2 separate regions of the Sus scrofa genome follow, and region 2 is linked to region 1. Evidence: chromatin contacts called from public Hi-C data. All regions are on one chromosome and are shown on one strand. Each heading gives the region's core, a stretch centred on a gene start, on an enhancer-like site or on the middle of the called end of the contact. The rest is flanking DNA. Distances are from core to core; before and after follow the strand shown.

Region 1 (5,528 bases), core at 1,426-3,925:
TGAATGGAGTTCTACAGAGACTCCTCATAAAGTGAGACAGCAATTTCAGCAATGGTTGAAGACCTTGGAATCCATTTCTTAGAATAATACATTTCTGGAATAATAGTTTTCACAAAGGGCTGGAAGAGGTCAGATTCAAAAGAAAAACTATCTTCCTCTTTCCCCCCTCACTGTCATGTTTACGTGTGTGTGTATTTAATTTAACTTGTCTCTAAGAAGGAAAGATAAAGCATCCTTTGTCTATTACTCCTAAGTTCAAGTTCCAGCCCCTCCTCTACCATAGAATCCTTGCAAAATATACAAATATACTTTGTATATAAAAATATACAAGCTGGGGTCCAGTCTTAAAGTTGGCCTTCTTGGCCCCTGTGCTCTCATCTTTGTAAGGGAGGGAAGTGATCACCAAGGCCTTGTACCCACACAACCACTCCCAAGAATATACTATTCTATAAGACAAACTCCAGGGGCAGGTTGATACTTACTTTAGAAATGTGTATCTCAGACCCTGTGGTTTTTGGACAGAAAAGATCTGCCCTTCAATTAAGATTAAGGTTGGAAAGTTCCTGATACTCTGATCACAAGGCTTTACTCACAGGACATACTTGGTAAATGTTAAAATTAAATGGGCAGGTGTGGTAACCTGTTTCCAAAGCTGGTCCTTTTACCTAAGTTCAGTAAGGTCTGGCATAAAGGGACATGCTCTTATGTAAATATTCAATAAAATATGATTAAGGATGAGCATATAAACAGCAGATGACACACCAAGTGTGTTATGAAGCTTTGAGCTTTCATTGCCTAGACATCAAATAAACCAGTGTTTGACTCCACAAACAACTGCAAAGCTGAGAGCAGAAGAAAGCAGCAAAACACAGCTGTCTGGGCCTGGCCAGAGTACCACACTGCAAGTTATGTAACAGCTGTTGTGTAATTGTGCATTTAACTCAAAACACATTTTTAAAAGAGAAAATAATTATGTTTTCCAAAAAGAATGAAATTGAGAGAGAGAGAGAGAGAAGGAAAAAGAGAGAGAGAGAAATGATGAAATAACACAAAAGTTTCTATCTGGCCTTCCTGCGTGAGGCACAGAGGAGGGAGGGACCTTGGGGATGGTCGTCTTAAAATCTAGGAACTTGGCACGTGAGCCAGATATGGCCTGCCTACTGTTTTGGTAAATAAAATTGTATCTCAAAACACCTACACTCATTAATGTATCTTTTGTCTGTCATTTCTTTCATACAGTTGAGTAAATTACAATGGAAACCATCTGGTCTAGAAAGCAGAAAATGTTATCTATCTCCTTATAGGAAAAAGTTGTCAACCCCCATCTTAGATGAGTAAAAGCCTAAGCTTAAGTGCCTATGAGGGTGACCATTCAGGAAAAGCAGAAGAGGTGATTCTCAAACCCATCTGGGAATTCTCTTATGGCGAGGAGGGCAAGGAGAATAAATAGGAGTAACAGCCAGGGTTTCGCTGTCAAACTGGCGTGAAGTGAAATCTTGGCCTTGTACTTATTAGATCTATGATCATAAGCAAGCTGCTTAATCTCTTCATATCTTTAAAGTGGGAAACAAAGTGAGGATGGAAAAAAAAAAGGTAAGATTCCTGCACCTGATTTGGAGTCACTATTCAAAAATCCTTAGCTTCCCTACTTAAACCCCATATTTGGAGGAGCTGGTATTTTTCAACAAAATAGTAATTGTTGTTCTTAAATTCTTAGTAACCAGTTAAGAGCAACCAAAGTTTTCTATCTTATTCTGACTGTAACTTTCATGAGAGCTTCAATAAAATAAACTACTGTACTTAAAATGGGAGTAGTACAGTTAACTGTCTTTTTTGAATGTTCCCAACTTGAAACATTAATTTTAAGAACTTGCATTATTTGGAAGTCCTGCTTAAATTCACTCTTGGTACAATTGCCTGTTTCAATGATTGACAAATATCAGCCAACTTCCAAAACCAGAGGTTACTTTCATTTTAAATGTGTTTTAACAGACAATATTGCCATATAGCTATTGTGGTGATTGTGTGCCACAATGCAGTCTGAGTTCCCTAAAAATCCTGCTGACTCTTCTGTTCCCCTATATAAAGATGATTTAGAGCTCCAGAAATCCTAGTAGGTCTACTTACCAAGCACTGAAAATATATTTGACTGGTGTGATTTTTTTAAAGCAAACCTCAGGTAGGGTCTCTAAAAAGGGTCTTTCTTCACCAAACTGCACCCTGGTTTTCTGGGGCACGGACGGATCCACTGACAGCATTGCCCTGAAGACACCTGGACAGGGTCCTCTCCTCACTAGCTTCTGCTAACAACAAATGCCCTTTGAGTTTCTTTTTCAATCCTCAAATACTCTGATTCCAAGTCTGTCAGAGAACAGAAAGTTTTACAGTAGCATAAGAAGAGTGAAAAGCCAAAAATATAATAACTGGCCTTAGTGGCCAGAGCAGCTGTGATTCATATCCTTATCACAGGTTTCGGCTTTGTAAATTAATTCGTCTGCAAATAGTGCCTTGTCTCCAGATGCAGCGTCAATGCTGGAGCACTGGTTTCTTAAGGATTTAAGTTTAAAGTCAAGGGCTTCCTGCCCTAGGTGTTACAAATAAGTAGTGTCGTTTTCTTTTTGCTCCGAGTTTGTTCATCCAATCATATCCCAGTATGCAAATAAACCTTAGCCCATGCACATAAAAAGGAACAAATAAAGCTAAGTGCTCTATCAGAACCAATTCGCTGAGCCTGTCACCTGTATTACAGGAGCTGAACCAGAAATGTCGTCCTCAGCCATGCCAGACATACCTGTCCCACTGACCAATTTGAAGTTTCAATATACTAAGGTTAGTACAACTTTTATTTGCTGCTTTGCATCAGGTTTATAAAAACTACATTTATTTAAAGCATAAAAGGTCAATTTAAGCAAACTTGTGTAAAGAGCCCTTTGCAAATATAAAAATAAAAGGCTTGCAAAATGCAGGTGTGGGTTTAGTGTATTGATCAAATAATGAATTCTAAATTGTAGCAGGCAAATTTTCATAAATTTATTTCTTAAAATATTTCTAAGTGAAAGGAATTATCTTTGGTGTATAAGGTCCTTGTGCTAGGATTCAGGGGACTTTACCAAGCAGTTCTATTAACTTTCAGCAGAACCCAGCATGTTTAAGAGAGACGAATACTACAGAAACGGACTGGAAACAGACAAATGGGAAATGATTTTTTTTAAGTAAAAAAAAAAAAAAAAAGGAGAAACAGCATGCTTAAGTAAAACAGAGCATTACTGAAGTAACATAATTTTTCTATATGCAAATGAGTATCAAAACTGAAAGACCTGAATCTGATAATTGGATGAAGGAAAACTCCAGTTACAAAAAACTTCATGGGACTTGCATTATTTAGCATATTTGGAAAAAGAAAGCATCCTTATTTATTTCTTCAGCCAAATCTGCTGCCATTGGAGCGATGCATAATTGTTAACTGATAAATATTTAGAGAAACAAGAGCAGGAGCCAGATCCAGACTTAAAAATTCACAGCTAGGGAGAAACGGATCTTATTTGAATCGCTCAAGAGTACCTCTGAACTTTGCCTGTTTCACACTGTTGCATTCCTGCTTTCCAGTCAGAGCCTAGAACTCCCAAAGAAACAAGTAAAACAAACAAAACTAATCTAACCAAAATCACTTAAAAAGTGAGTTTTATGGTGTGATACAGAAAGGAAGGTAAGAAAGGAACCATTCCAACTCAGGGATAGCCATTTTGCTTTCTGAATTAACCAATGAAAAACTAAAAGCATTATCATTTAATGATAAAGTAAAAACCCCACTATTATTAATTTGTTTCCTTACTCGTAACCATGGATGATTTTCATAAGCACAACAAATGAGGAAGTTGTTCAGCTAACTGGCTCTTTTCCATAGAAAAATATCTGCAGAGATCAGACAGTGCCTTTAACATGGTCGACCAATAGCTACAAAGTTTATTAAAGTATTGTTTTCACAAGGTTTTATTAAAAGGGAAATTTTTTCCATTTGATTTTATTCAACATGGGAACATGAAAAATGTGATGAGTTCATACACTTCAAAAATGTTGCACTTGGCAAAAGTTTGCCCAAAAGATAACAAAACTCCAATTTTTCCAACTTTCTTATTCTAAGTTTGTCATTCACAAGAAATTTTAACCAAAAGGAAGCAAATTTTAAAATGCATTCATTTCATAAAGATCAAACCCATTGGCAATGACTGAATTATCCCACTGCTATTATTACTGAGTCTTTTTTTTCTATGATACCACCCGAAAAGATATTTTGGTAGTCTGAATGTCACATTTTTTTAAAATTTGATTTGCAGAAGTTTTCAGTTTTCCTTGTGTTAGAATTTCCTGGAAGCTCTAGTACAAAGTATTCTTTCTACTGAATGAAGCTACTCTTAGTAATTAAACATAGGGAAAAAACAGTAGTAGACAAATGAGACAGTCCTTAAAATCTACCATACAGACACTGATCTAGAGATTCTTTAATACAGGGAGATAATTTTAAGATTAAAATCTCCAGTTCACTTAAAAGTCATTACACAAGAACACCCTCTAGGGAAGCTAACTGATCTAAGTGTTCAAAAGAAGTCAAGACTCCAAGAGCAGGAATTTGCTCTTGTGTATAAGAACTTTTCTGAGTAAAAATACCCAGTGCAAGTCAGTGAATTTTGATTGCTCATACATCTTCTCTATAAATCTGTTCTGCTCAGATAGCATTTTATTGTCTGATTTATTAGTTACAGCATTTTCACACTTGGAAGGACACCAGTTATGTATGTAATTAAATCTAAATGGGTGAGCTTTTTCAAATGCCTTTGCATTTTCTTTTTACTGTGCCTCACTGAAGAATTGTATTGGATTTGCACTTATAAGAGAAGTTGCAAAATGATGGCTATTAACTAAGTTTCCTGGTTGCAAACCAAATAAGCAAGGATTTTATAGTGTCTGAGAAATTACCTTCTACGGCTAGCCCCTAAACTCCACTATTTAAGTGTCCATCTTTATTATCACTAGTATATATTGGTTGTGGTGGCAAAGCGGAGGGAAGAGACAAGGCTGAGTAACAAAAAGTTATTACAATTATAGAAGAGCTACATATTCTTAAGCTTGAGACTGTTTCTCATCTAAACAAAAGAAGTCACTGATATATGACTTTTATGACTTATTTCCTAGTACAGTCTGATTATTTTTTAAGGTGCATAAAACAGAGACTGGAGTTTGAGAAATACTTTCTAAAATGATACAAAAGGTCTTTGAATTTCAACCTCAATAACATCATTATAAATCCACATAAACTCAGATTCCATCTCTATCCTCCTTTTCCCCCTTTCTAATTCTGAACAAACCCTACATCTGCCAACACCTCCGTTTTATTGAGCTTTAAATGATGATCACATAAATTGAAAATTATGCGATCTTTGGACAAACTACATTAGCTCTCTTCTGCCCCTCTTTCCTTACATGTAAAATGGGAGTTTTCTGAGGTAAAAGAAAGTATTAAATGAGTTTAA
Region 2 (6,079 bases), core at 2,239-4,738, 48 kb before region 1:
GAAGCTTGGCGATAAATAACTTCATTAGTTTTTACTCCAGAAAAAAAATGATTATTTTATCTTTGTTAATCAGCCTAAAACTATTTCAGAGCATGGCATATTGTGTGCAAGTCACTATTTTGCATGTATGTGTGTTTGTGTATTTTCCATGAAAGGCTTTTGCACAGAGGGCTTTAATTTTTCATGGTTTGACCATATTTATCTCTGAGATTCTGCAAAGTACTTGTGATCCTAGACTTTAAAAAGAACAGGAGGGCATTTCACAGAAGAAATATGAATGACTAATAATATTTTAAAGCTGCGTTCAACTTCACTGAGAGAATGTAAATGAATTTAACAGTAAGCTGTCATCTCATACCTTTAGACCAGGAAAAACAGAACTGATAACAGGTGGGGAAGAAACATAACTGATAGAAGGATAGACTATGACAGCTATTTAGGAAAGCATGTATAGTAAGTATTATATATGAAAATTAATATATATAAAATAATTATATGTTATATGCTAAAATTTAAAAATCTGTATATCCTTTTATTCAGTAACCCCACTCCTCATATTCTAGCCCATAGAAATAAAACTAATAGTGTATAGGGAATTGTAACAAAGATACATTTTACAGTTTCAGAAGCAATTGGGGAATAAATTTAGTATATTGTGATAGTTCATACAATATTAGTTAACAATTAAAAGGAATGAACTAGATCTATACATAGTCCCCTGGAAATATGCTCATGTTATATAGCTAAAGGACACAAATAAAATTCAGAGAAATACCTGCACCATTCCATTTATGTTTACATATTCTATATATGCCCTGTGTTTCTGTATGTATGTATGTATGATTCTATATATATGGGAAAAGGCATAGAAAGGTGTAGAAACTACCTTTACAGATAGGTTATTTTTGACTATATAGCTGGTGAATAGGGAGGGAGATAGAAGAGGGAGAGAAGACGGTTCATAAAAACAGCTGACACAGCATATATTATATTGTCCCATTTATGCCATTTTATATATAAATACATGTGACTACATAAATATGCATAAATGAATTTAACCAAAATGCTGCAAATGGATATATGAAGGTAGCAGGATTTCAGAGGATATTCTCATTCCTCCCTATAATTTGTGGTATTTTGTAAAGTTTTACAAACTTATACATTATTTACATAATCAGAAAAATTGATAGAACTATTTTCAATGGGGAAAAGAGATATTAATATAAGCAATATTTTGTTATTGTTATTTTTAAAGGCACTGAACTTGGAATACCCTTGTTAATTTGTAGGTTCAGAAATCAAAATACTTTAGAGAATGGCTGAGATTGAAGATTACCAATGCTAGACTGGAAATAAAAGTTGTAGCTAATTAATAGTGTCAGTTCTGTAAGAGAAAGTGATGCATGTAATGCACATAATGATGTTTTTCAAAATCTCTAGCCCCCTTCTCCTACCCAAGTCAAGGCTGTAGCATCATGAAAATAGAACCACTGAGATCCAGTATGTGGCCCTTGCTCTCACATTCATCTCTATGTGGTCTCGGTGCCTTTTTATTTATGGGCCTGGGAGTTTATGACCTGTAAAGTGGCCTGGACTAGATTAGATGTTCTCCAACCTAATGGTAAGAGACTCCCCTAACAGGAGGCCAATATCAAGTATAGGGAATTGGGATTTCTAGAGCTGGAGGTGAGAAGTCTACCAATTTTTTTTTTAAAAATCCCTCAATCTAGAAGATTGGCACACCACATGGAATACCATATAACAGCTAGCCATGATTGTTTCAAAGCTGCTTTTTGTTTTGTTTTGTTTTGTTTGCTGTTGCTACCACAACCTCTTAGTGTGGAGAACAAGTTATCTCCATTGATCTGTTTCTGCTTCAGTGACTGATGCTCATGAATGACTTGATGCTCCTGATATGCACTAGGAAGAGTGGTTTCTCAAGGTCTGGGGAAGGGAGGAGGTGTGGCTTTCATTTCAGTGTTATGTGCATCTACAGTTGTTGAAGTTGAGCAGATATTGCCTGGACATAAGCAATCCTTTACTTGCTATCATTTCCTTAACTTTGTGGTGAAAATTGTGTCTGTCCTTGAGAAGTGATGAGTTATGATTTTCAGGATGTGTGTTGTATTAGTTGATTTAACTATTAATGAGATTTTTCAAGGCTCGAATAAAATGCAGAAAAGAAAAGTAATGAAAATTTATCTTTTGTTGTATAAATTACATTCTGAAACATTATCAATCAAATTAAACCACTTCTACTAAAATTCTAAAGGACCTAGCACATTGTGTTTCAAAAGGAAAAAAAATGGTTCCTTTTCTTATTGCTTTATATATTCTAAATACCAGATAAAAGTTCATTGTGTATTTCAAATAAGGTGATTTCTACTCTTTGATTTATTGAAGAATGTTCACATGATAAATGTCTTCCTTTGCTATTTTATAATTCTCATAGAATTGAAAATACATTGTGATCAGTTAATTATTCATTTCCAGTGATTGAACCCATTAGAAAATCTATCTTTTTATATATTTTATACTTCTATGACTCATTTCGATATGTGAAAAATGAGACCTATGTTGTATGTTAAAAATTTTTTAACCATTCTAAAATCTTATTGTTAAAACAAATAGTGTGATATGGGTGAGGTCTTAATTCTTTTATTTTTTTCATTTATTAAATATCTTTAATTAAGAATTATGCCCCAACAATTCTGCTAAGTGCTGAAAATTCAAGGATGAACAAAATATAGTCGCCATTTCCCTCAATCCTGGATTTGGTTGGTATACTGTCAAATAAACAAATAACTGTGATAAAAATGTAATAAAATGGCCACAAGAAAAGCATATAAAAACATTCACCTCATTTGTAGCTTCCCATTTTTCCCATTTCCCCTTAATATAAGAAAGTACAATGATATAGCCAAATGCTTTGATATGTTTTTATGCCTTTAACCACCAAATAAAATGTATTTTAATATCACTATTGATTTTGTTTCTCATTTTAAGGAAAGGTATCTTTTAAAAATGGCCTGGCATAAGCTATTTTAGAATGGTCTGCTAATTTTGAAATAGTGTTTTTAAATGGAGAACAACATGTATAGAATCACATGTACATTTATGTGTACTAATATGATGAAATACTTAATATGATCATAAAAGTCAAATTCTATTTTTCCTATTGGAAAAGCTTTTAAAAAATGCTTTCTGTGGAATATTCTTCTCTTTCCTCACTCTTACGTCTTTTTTTCCTCAATGTCAGAGTTACAGTGTTAAAGAAAGTGAGCTATTAAAGGACATTTTTAAAAAATAGAAATAATAACAATAATAACAAAAAGGAAGAGAAAAGAAAGTCAGAAACACAACATTTAGAAAATGCATATTTAACCAAGTCTGGGAGATCAAGCCAGACAGCACTTGGTAAATACTCTTTGAAGACAGTAATGCTCAAAGGTTGTGTTTGCTGTTGTGCTTGAAGTTTGCTTTGCGTGGGATCAAAGACACCAGATGACCAGTAATCTCACTTGCCCTTTCTTTTTCTACTCTCTGCAGGCTCTGTATATACCTCCTTTCCCCTGCAACCTTGCCTGCCCCTGGCCATCTCCCAGCTCACTTGTTCTTCTAAAGATGTCTGGGATGGTTAGGATTCAGCAGGTCACACCTTAGCCTGTCAGGACCTGGCGCCTCCTATGTCCAGCATTAGTTCATCGCTTCATTTCCCCTCCAAAGGGCCCAGTGACAAGTCTGCCTTGTTAGACATAAATCTCAGTGAGCCCAAGGCAGCTAACACTCTCCCGAGTGGTTACCCGTCATATCTCCTTATGTTTTGGCAGTCTGAGACACCCATAGTTCTCAAACTCAGCCAGGGCCATGCCAAGGAGGGTAAACATAGGATAGACAACTCCACTCAAGGGCTTTTAGACTTAATCTGTACAAGCTCACCATTTACAAACTGCACAGGATTAGACACAAATTCATGGTAAAGTTTTTTAAGTTTTAGTTTAGTTTAATTCAACTCCCCAATCATTATTAAAGCTATGTAAGATGAGGGAAACTGTACCTGACACTTTAGTTTTAAAAGTTTAACTTATCACTCATTATCAGTTTTGATCTTCACAACACCCTTACAAGGTTGATGGGTAAATACATCTTCCATTGCCCTTGCATTCCATTAATTTATTCACCTTGCATTCCATTAATTTATTCACCTATTCATTCATTTTTAACAAACTTGTTCAAAAAAAAATCTACCCTATCTGGTCTTGCTCTGGAGTAGAGCTAAAAAGACTAATGAAATTATTTTCTTACTTTCAGTGGACTACTTGTCTTTTGGGAAAGGCACAGAATTAGGCAGATACCACATAGAGCAAATGCAATGATGGAGATAAGCAAAGACAGCAAAGGAGAGTATATCCAATGAGGTGAGATGAGAAGGTACACGCAAGGACTGGATACTCCGAAGAAGTGATGCCTGAGGTGAAGTATGAAGAGAAGAGTTTGCCAAGGAAACAAAGATCTCTGACACATTTTGCCCCTATTTAGTAATTCCATAAAACCCTCTGAGGCTCCTATTCATATTATTGCCTCACCTCAGATGTTTCCATCCAGGTTTAACGTAGTTATGTGAACTGAACAAAGTTACTTAGCAAATAACTGGCAGAAATGGGACAACATAAACTCATTCTGTCTGATTTATATTTAGTGCTCTTTTCATGAGGCAATATTATTCTGAGGAGGAGCTAACTCCATTTTGAAGAAAACACTGATAACAGAGAAGTAAATTATAAGTTGAGATACCTTTAACTGAATTATAAGAGAACAAAAATAAATCGAAGAATTTTGTCTGAAATATCCCAATTTTCTAACTCTTCTGTACAAAATAACTGGAGAAAAATTTCCATTTGTATTTTAAATTAGGTTGTTATGAGGTAAATATTTTGTAATTTTTGTGAAGCAGAGACTACCATTCAAACTTTGCTAAATAAGAACAGAGTTCAATTTACACTTTAATTTCATATTGAAGAAGCTGGTGGGTTCTTTATTCTGGAATCATCAGAAAACTCAAAAACATATTCTCACCCAGACAAAGGGAAGGTTTAAATTCATTTGATTGAATAGTAAGAGGAAATGAACTCAGGTAAACAGATATAAATGTCTTCCTCTTGTAGACTTTTCTGGAAAAACAGCAAGAGGAACATTACAAAAGATCACTGAGAAAAAGCACACAGTGGGAAACCACTAGACCAGAAATGGCAGCTCTGCCAAGATTTGCTATTTGGCTCTAGATACTTTACCAAGGTGAGCCCTCTTGCTTTCTTTTGTGCAAGGGAGATAATGATCCTATTGTGTTCCAATTTGCAAGGTTCCAGTGGATAAATTAAAAATATATGGGGAATAATTTGAAACATAAAACACTACGCACAAAGTATTGAAAAGAAACATGTTCGCATTCATTATTACAAATTAAGTATTGTGTTTATATTAATAAAGAAGGAGGTTTGTAGAGCAAATCTTCAAGGGAAAAAGTTGATCAGAAAAAGTTGGTCTTAGGAAAAACCTGAGTCCACTCCTGGGTAGATTCTAACAACCCTTGTTATGTTGTCTACAACTTTTTTAACATCTCAGCATAGAGAGTATGACAAAGGGGACATAATTTAACTATAATCCACATGCTAGATGGATTATTAACATTCAAAGTATTCTAATTAAGATAATTAGATAGCATTTGAAAGATCCTAATTCTTGTATATCTTCCAAAAACAATGACTTCTAATAAAGATATCTCCATTTTCAGTAGAAAAGAAATGATATTTAAGATACTTTCCCCCATTTTAAAGGTGACTGGAGACTTGGTGAGCCAGCCCCTGCAAGCCTTCAAATCAGTGCCCAGAACTAGCACTCCAGTTTTTTCCCAGGACCCACAAGACTTGCGTGATTTCAGCTAGATGACTAGTTGATCCTCAAAACTATGTCACATGGGCTTCAAAAGAACCTTTCATGTGAGGTGCTGGCCAATGACTAAAGGACAGAGAGTTAAAATTTTACCTGATTTAAAGAACAGATTCATTTGACTGTTTTTGTA

Evidence for each region. Hi-C and Micro-C count contacts between places; a contact is called where the count stands out from the background.
Region 2: a contact with region 1 is called in a Hi-C map of liver, with 4 times the contacts expected there. The contact joins the enhancer-like site here to the promoter of ALDH1A1 in region 1. A contact is called at or near these places in 1 of 5 promoter capture datasets (liver) and 5 of 47 Hi-C or Micro-C datasets (fetal liver, liver and skeletal muscle).

Annotation. Positions count from the first base shown.
Region 1 is chr1:226,214,489-226,220,016 of Sscrofa11.1, reverse strand. It overlaps ALDH1A1 (retinal dehydrogenase 1), which reads left to right and starts at 2,675. Exons shown (of 13, transcript XM_021064911.1): 1 at 2,675-2,829. The coding sequence starts at 2,764.
Region 2 is chr1:226,262,485-226,268,563 of Sscrofa11.1, reverse strand. It overlaps LOC106509189 (a long non-coding RNA gene), which reads left to right. Exons shown (of 3, transcript XR_002336383.1): 3 at 4,312-6,079. Among named protein-coding and RNA genes, the nearest start is that of ALDH1A1, 48 kb to the right of the region's middle. Within about 2 kb of position 3,488, at least 5 of the 83 cell types and tissues checked have an H3K27ac peak or open chromatin away from gene starts, as enhancers often do. A contact at or near this core is called in liver, where this site is marked.